3 separate regions of the Mus musculus genome follow, and regions 2 and 3 are each linked to region 1. Evidence: chromatin contacts called from public promoter capture Hi-C and targeted proximity ligation data. All regions are on one chromosome and are shown on one strand. The core of a region is the stretch at or near the end of the contact, and the rest is flanking DNA. Distances in the headings are between cores, read along the strand shown.

Region 1 (3,983 bases), core at 846-3,345:
TCTGAAAGTTGTGATCAATCTTTCAGCATTTTTGTAGACAGTTTTGCATCTTAATAGTAGCCAATAAATGGCCTCCTTTCACATTTATGCATAGGCATCTAAAAAAATAGTGATTTTTTTTTAATCCTAAAAGAAAAAAAAATGCCACATTTCTTTCAAGGAAAGAAATGAAGTCGAAATCATTGCCAAAGCGCACACACTGGCATTTAAAAAACACAAGCTACTGACAGATGGCTAATGGTCTGAGTATCAGCAAAATCAAAGCAAGGAAATTGCTAAGAGGACTCTAATCGTTCAAAGATAATTGCACAGAGCAGTTTCACATTTACTTGCTACTGGTGTCGACATCAGTGGAGAGTCTCGGTACATCTTGAGAAGGCCGCTTGTTCAAACTTCACAGATTTTTTTTTTTCTGCAAAAGACGTTAAAAAAAAAAGATGGACTATATATTAAAAATAGACAAATGATGCCAAACAGATGGCGTCTACTAATTGCACTAGTCAGATTTGTTTGCTGAAATAGTACAGAGATGTAGGATTGGAGAAGCAGACCAGATTGTGGGACTTCAGTGTGGGGCTGCCTACTTTAAATTCTATTTTTCATTGTCTCATTCCTTAAGTCTGAATATTCTGTAAATAACAACACCATTGTGAGAGAAAAGCAATACTTACAAAGGTTTATTTGTCATCCAGATTAAATAGGTTTTTGTTACTTAATTAAGAAATCTGAAAAAGAGGCTGGTTCTAGTGTCCTTGAAACAAATGTGTATTTAAAGCAGCCAGCAGAACTAGTTTCATTATTGAGTTGCAGTAAGTGCTTGGAGATTGTTGCCATTGACAAGTGGCCATGGAGAAGGTCAAGGCTTTTGTGGTGGCTATCAGTCTGAACATTCCTAAACAGCATAAGCTATACTGAGCTACAAATAGACCACCACAACCCAGATTACAAAGTCACATTCCTGAAAGCTTAGAATTTACTTTTCAATTTCAAAGTAAGCATGCTTCAAAGTGTGCAATTTGTGCAAATATTGATCAGTTACCTCTTATCACATAGTTCTATCTCCATGTAGCTACTGAATTACATAAATTATATAAGTGTATACATATACATATGTTTGTATGTATATAAGTATATATGTATAATACGACCCTAGTAGTTTTATAAGGTGACATGAGAGCCTTTTATGATCTAGTAGTTCTGTCCCTGTTTTTGATAAACATGTCAACTAATAATTGATTGCTATAACATAATACATTAAATCAGTCACATCAACTCTAAGGCTCAAACTAGATTATTTAATAATGTATAGTGAACCTTTCAAGGAATCATATACTCCAGCTTATAAGATTGTCTTAAATAATACAGAACTTTCTAGCATTCTTTGGAAGATTTCTAAATAAAGACACACATTTTTAAAAAAGAAAATCACTGGTTTGAAAAAGATAATATCCATACAAGTGAACATACTAGCATGTTCCTTGTGATTTCAGCATTGAGTAATACAATAAGACTTTGTCCAGTCCAAATGACTATATGTTAGTTTTCCTCAGGCAGTAAGCTTAGTTTTAAGGCAAGGCATTGTGCAGCAGAAAGCAAGGTCTCGCTGTTTGATCTTACAAAAGCGAGGAGCCATGTACAGTGAGCATAATGCCCGCTAGTCAAGAATTAGTAACTGTGAAAACAACTTGCATTCACAGCTCAAGAACTTTTCAAGAAACAGACTCTGTCTACCAGCTCATCAAAGCAATGCATCTGTTCTGAAATATAACTTGCTCATACATATTCCTCCACAGGGAGTCCCCGGGCTCTTCTTCCGACTGATAAATGACAGGAGGGTTACTGAAATACGAAGCTTCCCAGTGGTTGGTAGTGCAGAAAGCTGGACCGAGCCGTTCTTCAACTGAAAAATCCCATCAGAATGTCAACAGGTGCAGAAGTGACTTCCCACAGAGCACCCCGTCTTCCCTTCTGGTTGGAGATGACCATGTCTCTGCCACTTTCACAGGGCAATTTGGTGGTCAGGGGCCTCTGGATCTTTCAGCTGCTTCCAAGAATAGAATAGCTTGTCATTCTTGGGAGTTAGTCTCACGGGCCTTGTTTACTTTCAATATCAGCCTTTCCGAACTAGAGGCAGGGCAGCAGAATGAGGTCATACTTCCTGTCACGATCGCATCAGTGGTGTTCACAGAGTAAATACAGCAGATCTTCTTGACCATCAGAAGGGAACAGGCAACCCAGAGTCAGGTCAACTCCATACATTGTGATCATTGAGGGATGCTTCTCAGAGCTTCTGTGTCACCTCAAACTATATTAACATGAGAAAATTTAAGCCATGTTTCCTGTTTGACATTTTCTGGCTATATTCAGTTATGAGTAGCATACAGTTATTATGCTCTTGGTCCAATTAACCTAAATATATCAAAGATAGCATCAACGCTATCAAGTTCAGGATGCTATAAAAGCTATATATTATCTATAATAATGTGATTTTTATGAGGCTATCCTCTGATACATATGCAACTAGAGACACAGTTCTGGGGGGAGGGCGGGGTTACTGGTTAGTTCATATTGCTGATCCTCCTGTAGGGTTACTGACCCCTTTAGCTCATTGGGTATTTTCTCTAGCTCCTTCTTTAGGGGCCCTCTGTTCCATCCAATAGATGACTGTGAGCATCCACTTCTTCATTTTCCAGGCACTGGCATAGACAGGCTAAGATTAAAATGGTCTTTCACGATAGCTTTGGGACCTCAGACTTGTGGCTTAGCATCTTTGAGCTGCAATTTTCTCAAATTTAAATGTAATAATCTATAGCCCCAAGGTTGGCCTGCAGAATCAAATGAGAAGAAAGAAGAAAGAAATAGCTGGGTACCTGAGGGAATGTGCAAGATGTATTCCTTATTGGATTTTGTGAATTGACTTCTCTTTGGAGAGCTTGATCAGGATGGTGGAGAGTTTGTGTTATTAATTCTTGGGGATTGCTACCGAGATTATTTTTGATGTTAGGAGATATCAGTATTATTTCCTACGCAGAATCCCACATTCTTTCCACCTCCATTGTCTCTCCCTGGGACTCCACTTACTACCTCATTCTGACTGTATTTTATGCTAACATTCCAACTGTCTACTTGGCCTCTATCCAACACATTATGCACATACATATCTCACTATGTAAATTTGATTATGTCATTCCTTAAATTAAAACCTTCATCTTTGCTCCTCTCTCATAATAAGTTCAAAATCACCCCTGCAGCCTATGAGGCAAGTTTTAGCCTCATACTGCACACATTCTATCTTCTAAAGTTTGACCATGTTGATCTTCAGCCTTTCATCTTGTTCAGGTTTGCTTTCACCTTGGAGTCTTTAAACATACTACCGTTGTTTCTACATCTTGTTCCTAAGCAACTCCTTCTACATGACCTCTCCTAGATCAAGTTATGAAGGCCACAGCTCTCTACAATTTTTATTTGGAGTGTGCGTCATAGCTACAGTTAAGGAACCAAGAGACTTTCTATGTTCCATCTCCTGCTTTACTTCAGAGCCTAAGGTCTATCTATTCTTTTCTTGTTATATATCATGGTGTAGTATGAGGTTTAGTACATACTAGGAAATTAAAAATGTATGAGTTGCATGACTACCAGCTACCTCAGTCTGGGCTTTTTGCCACACACACTACAGAATTATATCAGGGCCTGACATTGTTCTTCTGGTCAGAGTCTGGGAAAGCTAATAATCTGGAAAGAGTGGCAGGGATGTCATTCTAATACAGAAATTACTCCACAGTAAAATAAGTATCCAAAACTTAGTTGTTTATAGTGATATGCTTTTATTTCCTCAGGTGGTGACTTTGTAATTGGTCACCATGGCTAAGCTGAGCTTTTTTCCAGAACTCTTTCCACTTCATTTTCTACCCAGCAACCTGTGCAGAATGTGAAATGTGTTAATGGAGCATGAGCCTTGTCTGGTTATGTGAAGGTCCATGTGC
Region 2 (3,983 bases), core at 447-2,946, 1.7 Mb after region 1:
AGGTATAGAGGTGACCCTAGCTGAGACTCTTAGCAGTGGGGGATATGGAGCCTGCGGTGGCTACCTCCTGCATAGCCAGGCAGGCCTTTTTTTTTTTAATATTTTTTATTATTGCATATTTTCCTCAATTACATTTAGAATGCTATCCCAAAAGTCCCCCATACCCTCCCCCACCCCACATCCTTACCCACCCATTCCCATTTTTTAGCCCTGGCATTCCCCTGTACTGGGGCATATAAAGTTTGCGTGTCCAATGGGCCTCTCTTTCCAGTGATGGCCGACTAGGCCATCTTTTGATACATGAAGGGAGGGGGACACCAATCCATCCACAAAACCTTCAACACAAAACTTGACCTGCCAGGGATAAAGACAGAGCAGAGACTGAGGGAATGGCCGGCCAATGCTAGCCAAACGTGAGACTCGCTCCATGAGAGAGAGTTAACCCCTGACTATGAATGATACTCTGCTTTGCTTGCAGACAGGAGCCTAGCATAACTGTCCTCTGAGAGGCCTCATCCAGCAGCGGGTAGAATATGTTGCTCTCTGCCACTTAATTCCTATCTAAACATTGTCACTGTTCATAACAAAACTAATTATTCCTAACACAATATTAGGTAAGAAGACATAAAGAGGAGAAAGAATTCACATTTCAATCTGATAAAAGAATTATAGATACAAATAAAATCATTATATTTAGGACTCAAAAGCCATTACAAGGCTTTTGGTTGACATTTTCACATATCTACTGAAATGGAGTAACTGGTACCATACAAAAGACCATGGCTTTTCAACCAGACTCCCATCCCTAAATGGATGAAGCACCTTGGAGAAGTTCAGGTACTCTCTCGGCAGCTGATGTCAGGGCAGAGAAGGTCAGTCAATACCTTCCTGGGTAGCAAATACCAGGAGATCCCACCATGCTCCAAGGCTATGTTTCAGCTGCCTTCTGCCTTGCCAGATAGCTGGAAACCACACACTGCCTAGTGCCCCATGGGACTTACATGTCAGCTCTCAGAGCTGGGCTCACACCCACCAATACCCCAGACCTCTAGGCCCTTGCACTGTCCTGTTAAGTAGGAACTACACGTCTCTCTCAGTTTACCTTTCTGCTATTTCACTAGATCCAGCCAGAGCAGCTCCTTCCCCACAGACCCATGCCCGGCCTGCTTCTTCCCTCACCTATGCCAGGGCACTCTGGCTGATGTTCATGTCAGAATCAGCACAACCCTGGCGCTCTGGTTAGCCTCACTCTGGTTAGCCTCACAGGCAGCTGCAGGATTGTGGGCTCTAGGACATGGGACAGTGCAGATGCCATGAACTGTGTCATTTTACCTTTAGAGAGACAGTGCATCCCTTGTTGCCTTTATCCAGGAAAGCAGGCCACTGGCCACATCATGCAACGGCTAGAGCACGCAGGCCCGCCCCTCTCACCCACTGAGCACCACTGCTCAGTCACTGTTGCTTCGTTCTGAAGCTCATCCATTCCTTCCTTCCTACTGGAGCTCTCCCGCGGGCCTGCAAACATGTCCCTGTCTCTTTTATCTGAAAATAAAAACCTCTCTGATCCCCACCCTCCTGCTCCATTTTTCTACTTCTCTTTGAAGCAAGAAAGAAAATATGAGCACCAGGGTGAGCAGCCACACAGCACTGCTGGCATAAAGACCAAAGCCAGCCAGGTACAGGAAGTCACAGGAAGGAGACCCTCCCTGGACTCACAGGAAAGATCTCACCACAAACTACCAAGGGACTTAAGTGCCTCAGAGATCAGTTCCTACCAAATATGTGAAACAGAAATCTAACCTAGCAGAACACTGCTTTGTCAATAAAACATTCTCCTGAGTACTATCAGCCGATACTTCATCTTTTCCAAGCAAGGTTTAATTCTTAGAGAACGAGAAATGTTTTCCAGGCAAGGTGTTGCCTTTTAATAACGCTTTTCTTTCTGCATAGAAAGAATGCTTTCTATGTTTTCTCAACGTGATTCTTGCTGATCATGCACATATCAACATGGTTTAGGCAGAAACTGGCTATAATCCCCAGCCCACAAGAGAGAAAACAGGCTAGAGTAGCAGTAGGACCGGAAGCCCGATGCCTTATGTATTGGTTACTCCTATGGTGTGTTAAAACACCCAACAAAAGCAATTTAGTGAAGAACGACTTTATTTGTCCTCAGCTGGTCACACTGCCAGTCAGCAAGCAGAGACAACTGTTTAGTTCACTTTCTCCTTTTTCTTCAGTCTGGACCCTAGCACATGGAACGGGGTCTCCCATTGTTAGAATGGGTCTTCCCACTCAGATTAGCAGACTCTGGATTATCCTTCAGAGATATGATATAGGTGACCCTAGGTCCTTTACAATGGACAGTATTAACCATTATACCTTGATAACTGGTTTTGACATGGATATGTGAGGCTAGAAACCACGAGCTGAGCTCTACCAAGTTACAGCTAAAATACTCAGGACATCTACAGGACTAAAGCCAGCCATGTCTGACACATACTTAAACATATAATGACTGACTAACAGGCTATTGACAAGCCCTGACCCAATCTGTGGATACAAGGATGACTCTAGTCCCAGGCCTGCAGAGAGGTGAACCCTCAATCCACCATGACACAGACAACACAGAGCCACTGTTTCTTACAGTTTGCCATGGTGTAACTTCCCAGCCAGCCTCTACTAGTCTAATGTTCCAACATCATTTCCCAGACGTTCTCAGAAGTCTGAGAACCTTGTGACATTTAGCAGTGAAGAATGTCTGGGGACCACAGAGTTATAAGACCTCTCTCAGTTCAAAGGCACAGTAAACATCATGTGGAGATTAAACAAATATGATGACTCTTTGGAAGACAGCTCCAGAGAGGGCCTGGGTACCCCAGGGTGACACCCAACTCGGCCATCTGCTATGAATTAGCATGAGCTTCCCCTATACCCACTGCGTGGTCAGCTGTTGGGCGGTAGACTATGCCTGCAGTTCCGAGTGAGGACAAACACAAGCCCTGAGACCCAGAGCCATGCCCAGAAACGTGGGTTCGATCAAGCATGAAACAGGGCTCAATGAAAAACCCTGGACCAGAAAAGGCCACTGGGACAGAAATTTCTCAGCAGGGAATGAGACCAAGAGACAGGTCCTAGAAAACATCACATGGGATGGTAACTCCCAGAAATTGGGGTGTTAAAAGAGCAGAGACTTGGAGCCCCAGGGTGTGGGGAGGTCTGGGGGGGTGGGGGGGATGAAGACATCCTCTTGGAGACGGAAGTGAGGAGGATGGGGTGGGGGGTGGGGGGGAATATAGAACAGTCGGAGGGCGGACCCGGAGGGAGATAAAGTCTGAACTGTAAAAAAGCTTAAAGAATAAAAAGTGAAAAATAAAAGAGCAGAGCAGAACAGGAATTAGTATGGCTGAAAGCTCCAGCAGTGATGTCTTCACTCTCAGAGCTAGGCCCCAGTCCCTCACTCATGTGCTACCCAACTCTCTCAAGTCCTGCCTTGCTGAGAACCCCCCCCACCCCCCACCCCACCCCCCGCACCAGTCCTCTGCAAATGGAGGGATTTGTTTACCTACTGCAGCAGAAAACAGCAAGAACCTGAGCTGCATGAGGAATCAGAAAACAATGGGGTTGGGGGAGAACTGGCATGATATAAGAGGTCACTAAAGGGGTCTGCCAAGAACAGAGATGGGCATGAAAGTGGGATACGCAGGGCTGAGAGAAGAAACACACCAGGCAGAACATTGCTTGTGATCGGAAGTGGGCAGCAGAGGGTAGGCAGGTGAGGGCCTCTGCTCCGTTACTAACAACGAAATTATGTCTTCAATAACTGCCTGCCCTAGACACCCAGGACAAAGCGCCGGGCATACCCTCTTGAGCACAGGCCTCCAACATAGGTGAGAGAGCACTTCTTGAAGATGTTTTTAGAGCCATGCATGAACAGCAAAATGCCAAAGCATTGAAAAGAGGCATTGTATTATGCTGTACACCCC
Region 3 (3,983 bases), core at 927-3,426, 1.6 Mb after region 1:
ACTTGCCCCAGCATCCAGTGGTAGAAGGAGGCAGACATATAGTGCCTTGCCTAGTGGCTTGCTCAGTTGGGCACGAGAAGACAGCAGTGCCAGGCTTTCTAATCCCTCCACCTACATTTGTGGAATTGCACTAAGAGTGAGAAGTTCAGGCCTCCATCACCTCTGGAAGTAGGCAAATGGAAACCTTCCCTGTCTAATCTTCCAGGCCCATGGAAGCTTCCCTAAATACCCTATAGCTTCCCACAGGTTCACAGCTCTAGGTGTTCAATTCCCTCCTTCTCCAGGCAACACCAAGAATGAATGGGAAGGCTGTATAAAGAATCAGAAGCCTGTGCATCCACAGACCCTCTCCCTCCCCGGCACTGCCTCTGCTGTAGGCACTGTACTCACAGTCAGAAAAGTACAAAATAGCTGGCTAAGGGGGCCAAGAAGACTTTGCAGGAGGCAAACACTGAAATAATCTAGGGAACACTTTCTAGCAAGAAATGCAAAGAGGAAGTGGACTGTGACAAATAGTCCAGTCCCAGACCATGGTAAGACAGGCCAGGCACATCAGTGGTGGGGATGGTTGGACATGGGAGACACTTGAGCAAGAAGCACAGAGCACTCTATGCTCTGCACACTCTGGACAGGTTCTTAGGTCCAGAAGCAGAATCAGACAGTGACTGGTGTAAAGCCAACATAACCTCTACATGGACATGACAAAAGACCAGGGGTCCAGGGGCAGTCATAGGTCAAAAATCCAGAAGTTGCTAAAGGACAGGTCAGCAGAGCTCCACTCAGGTGGAGTGGCCTGAGCCATGCCCTATGCCTATGGGCAGAATCTGGCACAGTTCTGTGATGAGCAGAAGAGAAGGGCATTAGAGAAGACTAGGCAGGTAGAGCGGGAAGGCAGGAGGGCTGCAGCAACTGAATCCCAGGGGAAAGAACCATGCAGGGCCACAGCACTATGTAGCAGCGAGCTCTCGGATCAAAATATTTCATCCATCAGAGAAGCTCCCTAAGACAGAAAGAAACATCTCAAACTGCTTCAGGAAGTCCCTACAATTATCCAGATTCAAGAGCCCACACCCACCCTTCCAGCCTGCTGAGAGTCACTCTCAGACAAGCCAAGACAAGGGTTCACCCAGAAGAGTCTTAGTCAAGCCCACATGCTGCAGCAGAAACCAGCCAGCTGCCTGGAAGAGGTCTAGACCACCTGAGCCACCTGGAAAGGACTCTCCAACCCGCTGAGCGGCCTGCAGGCTGTACAGTGTGCTCCAGGTTTTCTACTTTTATGAGGTGGGCTTTGGTGGTGCAGCTCTGGCTTTGAGTCATTTCTGCTCCTATAAGTAACCGGAATAAAACTTACTGGTTCACCAAGTTGGACTTTGTTGGTATCCAAACTTTGGTCTCCCTATCTAGGGTGAGTTGGTGTGTGTGTGTTGTGTCTGTATAGGAAAAAGTCTGACATACAACACACATCCTTACTACATGGTGCCCAAGGCTGAGCTCAGTCGGATGCCTACTGGTGTCTCTTCCCGGAGGAACTCTAGGCAGTCCAAGCATGACAAACAGGGCTCTGGCAGGCTTTGCCCTTCTCCCTCATTCTCTTTGCCTTGCTAAAAACTATTAGATTGGATTCCCAAAGCCTGTTCCCTTCTTTGGCCCCTTCTTCCTCCTGAGGCTAACTACCAAGGTCCAGCTCTCAGAGTACTGAAGTAATCAAAAGCCCCTTTGGCTCACCTAATTAGCATGCCCAGTTAAAATTAAACACCTCATCCTAACTCAGGGGCTCCCTTTTACGTTTATAAACTGCCGTTTGCCTATGGGCCACATCAGTATCCTCTATCCAGAGGCAGTCCTTTGTCCTCTAAGACAAATACTCCTTCCTTCTCTCCCCTGGTCTTGTCCCCTTCTCCCTCTTCTTCCATCTCCTGCCTTTGTCTCTTATTCTCTGTCCTTTGTTCCTCTGGGCAAACAGATCTCCTTTGTGCTGAGGACAGTCTTGGGGTGTCCTAGTCTGCTATCTTTTCCTAATGTTCCCTGAGTTGTTAGGAGGGGGAAAAAAAAAGCAACGAAAAGGCAGCAAAAAGAAACAGAGCCATCACTCACTTTCCCAAGGAGAAATGTGTGCTGGTCAGAAGGCCACCTGCAGACTCTCAAATGCAACTCAGAACTATCCTCATCAAGTGTCCAGCAACTGTCACAAGCAACTGTGTCATAAGGCACAGAGCTGAAGGAAGTACAGTCGAAAACTCCAGGAGAACACAGTGTGTCTTCAAGAAGACCTGGAAACTACTGTGTGTTCTTCCATAGGAATGTTTAACAAGAGCAGTGGGGAGTTTCACAGTTCTCTTTTCAGGGAATGACCCCAGTAATAGGAAACTTTGGGGGCTCAGAAGCCACTTTCACAAGCTTCACATATTGATTTCTGCAGGCTGAAAAATGTTTTTCAAAAACACCAGCTGTTCCTCATCACAACAGGGGAAAAAACTCTTTTCCCAGTTCCTCTTACTATTGAAATGCAGAATAAAATAAATAAATGTTGGATACATATTCTAAATGTTATTTTAACTTGCCAGGGTTCAGAGGAGAGAGAGAAAACACTTATTTTGCTTTCATCTAATTGTTTTAACAAGCTCTGGAGTCAAGGTCAATTTCTGAAATGTCACTGAAGTGCTCTTTACAGTGCATGTGCTGGAAGAATTATGTGACTATTTTCCGATTGTAATGTTGTGCTTGGTAGCCTAGGGAGCACCGTGCAGTATGTTGAGCTCAGCCCGAGGCAGCTGGGCATAAGGGCACTTCTACAGACTTGAGAGGCGTCCACCCAGACCAGAGGTGGGGAAAACAACGAGGCTCTACCTTCCCGTTAGGTATCTGTGAAATTGAAGACCTTTTAGGCCACGGGGATCAGTGACGGATGAGGATGTTTTCCACGGGGCTTATTACTATGTATACTGATAATCCTGTGAGGAGGACGGTGCCTGCCTGCCTTGCTACAGTCACTGCCTAATTATCACAGAATGTACTGCCAACAGTACGAAGCTTGCAGAGGAACTTTGATTTCTTACTAAGGTACAGGAAACCCTCCCTGCCAGAGGCCTGGGGAAAGAGTGTGCTCTGTCCCCCTAAGGCAGAGATAACAGGGATTTCTAAGGCAGGAATGTGGTAGCTCAGGACACAGCCTGAAAGAGCAGATCTTGCTCCTTACCTCCCCCCAACGGGGACACTGGATAAACACCTTGGCTAGACTTAAATTCCTCAGGGACTAAATTAGAAAAGGAGCTTAAATGCCCAGTTCTTTTTTAACCAATCTTACAGAAACACATACTGTGTTGTTCAGTTTACACAGCATTCTCAGAATGACAAAATCACAGATTTGGAGACTAGATCAGTGGGCAAGTGTTGGGAGACCAATGTGGGTAAAAGAGCAGCAACAGGTGAGCTTTGAGGGAACAGGGCAACTCTGCCACCTGCTGGCAATATGGCTGACAAATCTATACAGGCAACAAGTGACTGAACCACAGGGCACACTGGGAATCTTGATACTCCTTGGCTCTGTGTGAGGGGTGGGGACATGGGGCCGTTTTGCACTGTCTTTGCAACTCCAAAGCACAATGTTTAATTTTAAGGGGTTTTTAGACTTTGAATTGCAAGACCCTATCTTCTCTGTAGACCTTATATTTTTAAATAATTCATTAACTAAATAATATTTATTAAGAATTTCTTTACATTAATGTATTGGTTTTGTGTGTGTGTGTGTGTGTGTCCTTACTTCTCAAGTTATGGAGAAATACAATTTCCAAATTATAACTTTAAAATATGTAGACTGAATGAAAGCACACCAGAAACAAAAATATACAGAAGTATATTTTCATCATTGGAGGACATGATGACAGTTGTCTACGCTAGTATAAAAAAGAGTAGAAAAGAAATGCAAAAGACATTAGAGAGTAAATGATAAACTGTGGGAAATAATTTAAGTACATAGGACAGTC

The links. Promoter capture Hi-C pulls out the DNA fragments that hold promoters and counts their contacts.
Region 2: a targeted proximity ligation map of large pre-B cells shows a contact between it and region 1, with 4 times the contacts expected there. A contact is called at or near these places in 9 of 39 promoter capture datasets (3T3-L1-derived adipocytes, the C10 cell line, the HPC-7 cell line and 5 more), 1 of 130 datasets of targeted methods (large pre-B cells) and 1 of 9 other capture datasets (embryonic stem cells).
Region 3: a promoter capture Hi-C map of 3T3-L1-derived adipocytes shows a contact between it and region 1, with 4 times the contacts expected there. A contact is called at or near these places in 12 of 39 promoter capture datasets (the 3T3-L1 cell line, 3T3-L1-derived adipocytes, the HPC-7 cell line and 8 more), 1 of 130 datasets of targeted methods (thymic regulatory T cells) and 1 of 9 other capture datasets (adipose tissue).

The regions. Positions count from the first base shown.
Region 1 is chr15:66,558,951-66,562,933 of GRCm38.p6, forward strand. Tmem71 (transmembrane protein 71) reads right to left here and starts at 2,096. Exons shown (of 10, transcript NM_172514.3): 1 at 1,780-2,096; 2 at 330-412. The coding sequence starts at 369.
Region 2 is chr15:68,226,720-68,230,702 of GRCm38.p6, forward strand. The region is part of intron 1 of Zfat (zinc finger and AT hook domain containing); the gene reads right to left. Among named protein-coding and RNA genes, the nearest start is that of Zfat, 30 kb to the right of the region's middle.
Region 3 is chr15:68,201,840-68,205,822 of GRCm38.p6, forward strand. The region is part of intron 3 of Zfat (zinc finger and AT hook domain containing); the gene reads right to left. Among named protein-coding and RNA genes, the nearest start is that of Zfat, 55 kb to the right of the region's middle.